Linked DNA regions of Athene noctua: region 2 is linked to region 1. The links are chromatin contacts, called in public Hi-C maps. All regions are on one chromosome and are shown on one strand. The core of a region is the stretch at or near the end of the contact, and the rest is flanking DNA. Distances in the headings are between cores, read along the strand shown. Region 1 holds the start of PGM2 (phosphoglucomutase 2). Region 2 holds the start of KLF3 (KLF transcription factor 3).

What was found. Hi-C and Micro-C count contacts between places; a contact is called where the count stands out from the background.
Region 2: a contact with region 1 is called in a Hi-C map of heart, with 4 times the contacts expected there. The contact joins the promoter of KLF3 here to the promoter of PGM2 in region 1. A contact is called at or near these places in 2 of 2 Hi-C or Micro-C datasets (heart and liver).

Annotation. Positions count from the first base shown.
Region 1 is chr4:25,679,834-25,683,263 of bAthNoc1.hap1.1, reverse strand. PGM2 (phosphoglucomutase 2) reads right to left here and starts at 1,486. Exons shown (of 14, transcript XM_074904639.1): 1 at 1,365-1,486. The coding sequence starts at 1,436. LOC141959609 (a long non-coding RNA gene) reads right to left here. Exons shown (of 2, transcript XR_012633473.1): 2 at 2,925-3,228.
Region 2 is chr4:25,988,561-25,992,113 of bAthNoc1.hap1.1, reverse strand. It overlaps KLF3 (KLF transcription factor 3), which reads right to left and starts at 1,788. Exons shown (of 7, transcript XM_074904651.1): 1 at 1,375-1,788. It overlaps LOC141959610 (a long non-coding RNA gene), which reads left to right and starts at 2,054. Exons shown (of 3, transcript XR_012633474.1): 1 at 2,054-2,116.

The sequences.
Region 1 (3,430 bases), core at 237-2,736:
CTCAAAATCAATAAACTGTAAAAAAAAAAAAAAAAAAGAGAGACAAAAGCTTATTGTCATTTGATATGACACACTAGCATTTCTGAAAGAAGGGCTGGTTTGGCACTGCATTATCACTAATAAAAACAGATCTAGCTAACTGATCACTCAATCAGTTGAATGATCTTTAATGAAGAATTACAACAAACTTGAGGTACTTTTAACGATGTCCTTCAGAAGCTGGAAAGACTCTAAAAAATGAATTATTGTGTTTTCACTGATGATCTTGAAATAAGCAGAAGACCAAACAAATACACAGGTTGCACAAAACCCAGAGAGCACTGCTGAGCCCAGGGCAGTCATTAAAGTGACCAAAAGGGGGCAATGGCCATGGCCAGGGTGTTCCAATACAGCCAAAAGAACAAATTTCATGTATAGGGACAAAAAATATGCAAACCACATGTGCTGAACGCAGGCCTGCATCTCAGCGGGAACTACAGCAGCAAGCAAGTACAGAAGCATTTCCAGAACACCACTGTGGCAAGATATTTCTTAATGCGTGTGGAATATAGAAATGTACAGAAGATTTTAGTTCTGCATATAGTGCTGCCAAGACCAAAACTGAAGACAGAAAGATAAGTCTTAAGATGTTTAAGTGCCTTAACAGGAGATAACAGGAAATAACACATGCTAATGTGTTCCTAAGTAGTATCAGAAAAAGGAAGAAAACCCATGAAACCAGATGATATTGAATATTCAGAGTTATTTTATTGACAGCGAGCATCACTAAGCACTGGGTGACACTACCAGAAAAAAAAAAAAAAAAGAGGAGAGATGCCGCATTTCCCAGTAGTTTTGAAGCAAGCCCACGTCTTTTGTAAACAAAATTTAGTACCTGGAGGGTTTTAACATTGAGAGACCGACAAAACAGCAATGTAATCTTGCCTTTAATAATTTAAGTCCATCAACTGCCCCTACAACAGAAGCGGTTGGGAACAAGACAGACCCTTTTAAAAATGAAAGTCAATACAGCTGAGAGAAACAGTGAGGACACTCAGAGGCCAAGCAGCCGGTTTCTAAACGGAAGCGGGGGCTGCTACGCCTGCCGCCAGCACCGGAAAGCGCCGGGAACCGCGGGCCCCCCCGCGCCGCGGAGCGGGAGGGCAGGGCGGGGCAGGGCGAGCAGCGCAGCGCAGCGCACCCCTCTGCCGGGGGGGCTGCGGGAGCCGGGCGGGAAGCGCCGACAAGTGCCTTCACCGCCCCAAGCACGGACCCAATTCAAAAGCCGAGGCTCGCCCCACGCCTGTCGACGCCTCACCAGCCTGCGCCCGCCGCGCCCCGCGTGGCCGGGAGGCGCCTCCCGCGCCGGCCCCCGCCGCCCTCACCTTGTCCCAGAGCAACCACTGCTCGGCCGCGCGGCGCAGCGCGGCATCCCCGGCGGAGCTCCGCGCTGCCATGCCGCCGCCCCGCTCCTTCCCTCTGCCGGAGTGCACCCCGCTCCGCTCCGCTCCGCCCGCCGGGGCCGCGCCGGGCCGCCCCACCCCCGCCCCGCCCGCCGCCCGGGCCCGGGCCGGGATCCGAGCCAGGGCCGCCCCACCTCCGGGCGCGGGTCAGCGCCAGGGCCGCCCAGCTCCGCCCCTGCCGGTCGGGGAGCCGGGGTGGCGGTCCTCTCCCGGAGGGGGTTCCGATCACCGTATCTGCATTGCACTGCGGCTGAGTGCCAGCCGTGCCCGCGCCCTGCGCCAGGGACGCGGCGAGGGGCTGTCCCGGCGGCCCCCCGCGGCCAGGGCGAGCACCCGGCGGGCGGCGGGGCTCCGCGCCCCGGGGCCGTGCTGCGGGGCTCCGCGCCCCGGGGCCGTGCTGCGGGGAGGCGGCGGCGGAGCGCAGTCCCCAGCAGCAGCGCCAGAAATGCGGTAGCAGCATAGCAGAGCTCGTTGGCGCTCACCAAACCGCTACCTCCTCAGCATGGCTGACGGGAGAAAACTAACGCTGTTTTAAAAGCGTAGCTTTTCATGGCCGCTGGGCTAAGTCTACTTAGATTTCTTTTCAAAGAAAGTATAATTGAGGGATGATCTCAGAAGAGCCCTAATTTGGGATAAAGATTATAAGCAAAATACAGACATAGAGTCATCTACTTAAATGCATTAGCTGTGTAGGTGGTATCTTTATTTACTCTCTGTAAAGTGAGAGTATGGAAAGGACAAAACCAAGGACCCAAGAAAAGTGTTGAGTCATGTCTGGTTTTTGACATCCTAACAACAGTGTAGCCAATACTTCCCGTAATAAAAGTATGAACAAGATGCATTCACCTGGAGGCAAAGAGGGAAACAGCCCGGAGAAATTCAGTATCCAGCTTTCCTCCTCTGTTGGTCTGTCTTGTACCACTTCAGAACAAACTGGAATTCTGGCATGCAAGGGGGGATATTTCAGTGAATTGACCTATAACTGGGGTTTTTTAGCGTTTAGTCTCAAAATCCAGAACTTAATGTGACTTCTGTTTCTCTTAGTTACCAACGAGTCAACCGTAGGAAGTTCTTTATGGAAGTCACAGTCACAGCGCTCTACTGCTGCTAATTCTGTGCAAGCCTCACAGCACAGCCCCCTCAGATTACCCAGATGAATCCTGCATTATTCCTATTCCATGCTGAGAAGTTGGCCAACTCCATTCCCACTATTGGCAGCTAAAAATCCCATTCCTAAAAAGAGCTTGTTCAGTATTGTGAAGGTGTTACTATGTTGAAGAATGCTTTTTATTTATTTGTGAATAAATTTTGTCTATATTACAACTTTTCAAGTTGGAGCTGCTTGTTATTATCAGCTGAAACATATTATGCCTACATATTATCATTTATACATTAAACCACATATTAATGGCATGTGTGACTGATTAGAATAACGAGTACTAATTGGGAAAATTTTCGCAGAAGTAAGGACTTGTACAGATATTTGGAAACCTTTCAAATTCATTAATATGTTACCAGAATGCATGTCAACAAAAGAAATGCTACACATCACTTCCAAAGATGTTATTGAATATCCTTCTGCATTACTATCAGTAAAAATAACTGTTGTCACCCTTCTGGAAAAACTCTGAGATGAAAGATCAGTGGAACGAAAAATCAGACAAAAAAATATGTTGTCTATCCACTTTTGGAATCATCTGTCTTCTGTAGCACTCTGGTAATGATACTTCAGCAACAGCTCCTCTGGCCTCTGCATCTTTCTGGCTGGACACAGATCTGCCCTCAGCTGCAAAATTTGGAAAAAAAAAAAAAAAAGGTAACTGAATTTCACTCAGGAAAATTGATTGGGTTCCTCCTGCCAGAATTAAATAACAGTTAATACTGCATTGATTGAATAATTATTACAGCTTATAGCATAGTGTCTTTGAGAGAAGCCTGCATTGCCAAGCTGTTGCTCTGTCTAAACAGTTCCTATAACTTAGCTTGTG
Region 2 (3,553 bases), core at 539-3,038, 310 kb before region 1:
TACTCTACGGAAAAGTCACCAGTGAGCAGCTGCACAGTCTTCCGTTTTCAATACAGGTAATGAACATTTATGGATGTTAGTTTAAACTAAGTCAAGTCTTCAGAGCTCTCCTATCAGCCACCCAAATTCAGCTTTTCCCAACAATAAAAACTTCAGAGTTCAGCTCCATGAATAGTGACACCTCCTGAATTTTCAAAGGCGAGGAAGCAAATGAAACACAGCAGACAGTGCAGGCACAGTACCCAAATCACCAGGGGAGTACACAAAGCAACTTTAATGTATTTTTTTCATATAACTCCCGCATGACCACTTGAGCTATGCTGAAACAGGTCTTTCTCCCAGCCCCTAGTTAGGTGCTGTGATTTCTCAGCACGGGCTCCTGCTGCTGAACCTTCCTTTTCCAGGGCTCCCCAAGCTGTGCCAGGTACTCACCTGACAAAGATCCAAAGCAAATAATTCCTATTCCCATTCCGGCTTTAAAAAAACCCCAACAAAGGGCATCCAGAAAAGGGAAGCTAATTACCGTCGTTATTTCTAACTCCACACTTAACTGCCGTGCTGTGCTAAGGTTAGACGACAACACGGGGGATACATTTTTGAGAGCCAGTCTCATCCTTCACTTCACCGTGAGTTTACTGGGGACGCGGCGGTGCCGATCAGCATCGCGCTACCGGTGTGGGACAGCGGCAACCGGCGAGCTCCCGCCCCGGCACGTCCCCCACTGCCCTCGGCGCCGGGGCGCCCGCTACGCTTTTCACCTCGGTTCCGCCCGGCACGGCAGCCTGTGCGGGATCCGACGACACAGCGGTCTCTAGCCGACGACGAGCCCCTCACACCCCGGCGGGAGGCCGGCAGCGGCGGCCCCGCTCGGCGGGAGGGCGGCCCCGAGAGGCGGGCGGCCGCTGGCCCTCCCGCCAAGGGCAGGCGGGGGGGCGGCCGGCGGGGGAGGGCGCCGCAGGAGGAAGGGAGGGAGGGGGGAGGCCGGCCCCGAGCGGCGCCGCCGGCCACACAGGTGCGCTGCCCGCCCGGGCGGGCGCGACGGAGGGCGGCACTCCCCCCCACGGCCCCCCGCCGCCCCACCGGCCACGCAGGAAGTTTCACAGGCGCCGCGGCGGGAGCCCTGTCCGGAGCCCCCGCGCTCCCCTCCCCCCCGGAGCGAGTCCTGCTCCCCCCTCCCTGCAGCTGCGGGCCGACGGAGACTCCCGGCCCCCGGCCCGGCCGCGGCTCCCGCTTGCCCCGGCTGCCGGCGGCGTCCCACGCCTCTGCCGCCCCTGGCTCCGCGCCGCTCGCAGCGCCTGGAAACTTTCCTCCGCCGGCACCTCCATCCCGCAGCCGGCACAGCCCGGCCCGCCCCCCCTCCGCCCTCACACTTACGCTCGGCGGGCGGCGCGGACGGCGCCGGGCCTCCGTCGGCTCCCGCAGTGCCGCGGGTCGCGATGTGTGGCGGGGGCTGGGGGCGCGGCGGCGGTTCGGAGGCGCGAGGCCGGCGTGTCCCGCGTCCCCGCGGCTGAGGCGCCTCCGCGGTCGCTCCGGGTCCGTGTGCGAGGAGGAGCCGCCCGCCCGCCGCCCTGCCTCCCGCCCTCCGCCCGCTCGCCTTCCCCCCGGGCTGCTGGCACCGGGCCGCGATGTCACATGACGCCGGCGCCGCTCGCCCTGCCAGGCTCCCCGGGCCGGCGGGGTGAGCGGCGGTGGGAGGGTCACGGCGGGGAGCGCGGCCGGGCGGTTCCCCGCCCGCGGGGTGGAGGCTCCGCCGAGGGGCCGGGGCGAGTCACCGCGCACAAACAGGCGGGCACGCACTGACTCCGCGCCGCCCGCCCTGCCTCCCGGGGGCAGACAGACTCGCACAGACACTAATTATCCCCAGCAGCCCGGGGAGAGGAGAGGAGGGGAGGGGAAGGGCGGGGCGGGGAGTGGGGCCGCCACCGCCCCGCACACAAACCTGCCCGGCCGGCTCCTCCTCCCCCCCCGCCCGTGTGTCAGGCAGAGGCGTGCGCCTGGCACCCGGCCCCGCAGCGCAGCGCACCCCTTCCCCTCCCTCCCTCCGCGCCCACCCCGGCCGACCTGCGGCGGCGGCAGCAAAACAGCAACACCCAGCGCCCGGGGGGAAGGAAGGGAGGTGCTCGCTCTGGGGCGCTGCCGCCGAGCTGGCTTCGCCGGCGGGGGCTGGGAAAGGGAGGGGGACGGCGCGGAGCCGGGCGGCGGCTCCCCCGGCCCTGCCGCCGCGGGGCGGCCCGCGCCGCGCCCCGTCGCGCCGGGGAGGTGGCGGGGCCGGGCGAGGCTCGGCTCGGCGGTGCGGGCTGGCGGCCGGAGCGCGGCGGGCGTGGGGCAGAGGTGTCGGCCCGCCTCTGCCCCGGCTTGGCGGCTCGCCCGCCCCGGCCGCCGGGACTGCCGGCTGCCTGAGGCCCCTGCCGGGGTGGTGGTTGGTTTTGGGTTTTTTTATGGCTGTGATCGGCCCGTCGCGCCCGGGTGCGCTCCCGCCTCCCGCCGGGGAGAGGCTCCGGGCGGGAGGGAAAGGGGCAAACGGGGAGAGGCGCTGCCAGCTCCCCTCGGCTCGGCCTCCCCTCGACGGAGGCGGCGGCCCCGGGCGGGCGCGGCCGGTGCCAGCCGCGGGGCCGCGCAGGCAGGGGCGGTGCGGGTGTGTGTGTCCCAGCCCTCCCCCTCCCCGGGCTCCTTGGCGCTGAGCCGGGGGCTGGCGGGGCTGAGGAGGCGCGGCCCGGCCCCGCGGCGCTGGGGCACCGGGGCACGCCGTGGCGGCCGGGAGCCTGGGCTGCTCCCGGCTCGGTGCTTACTGATTGAGACGGAGTTTTCCGCGGGATGCACTGCACGTACGGCCCGTGAAACCGGAGCCGCTTGTCTCCGTACCCGAAGACAGTCCGAGGGACTTCACTCAGAGCAGGCGTTTTAAAAAAGATAACTATCCTGGCCTAGTGTCTGAACTCTATTGCTTAGGGAAAGGTGCTGCCACTAGTGCACCGTATTGTGCTTACAGTTGTTACAGTGTGTCGTACAAAATCATGTCCTCTCCTGATTAGTGTGGGGTACCTAAAATGATGCCAAGGGATAGGCAAATGCCGTGCTTGGCAAGGCCCTGCCCTGCGGTGCAAGCTGCGCGGGCAGATGGAGAGCCAGCGGTGCTTCTTGTGGACAGAGAGGGACTGTTTGCATGCTGCCCCTCTCGTGGGTGAAGTCAGTGGTAGGTGCTGAGCAACTCCAGCTCCGTGGGATCAGTCTGTGTGTTTAACTACCTGAATAGGACCCTAATGTAACATACCTGGTTTTTGCATATTTGGGTTGGAATTTCTGTTATCTTTGATTACTACTAACCCAGCCAGTAATGCTGTAAAAGCAAAACAAAAAGGGAAGCAAAAAGGATTGGGGAAGTGTTTTCAAATATGCTGATGTGTGCAGGCGCATGTTTCTTCTATATCTTTACTTCTAGGAGGTTTTTATGCATCCCTTGACTTAGCTGGCTAGTCTGTATGGCTTTAAAAAGCAAACTAAGACACCAGCCTGAAGTCCTGAAGGATATGACTCAGTGACATAACAATAAATT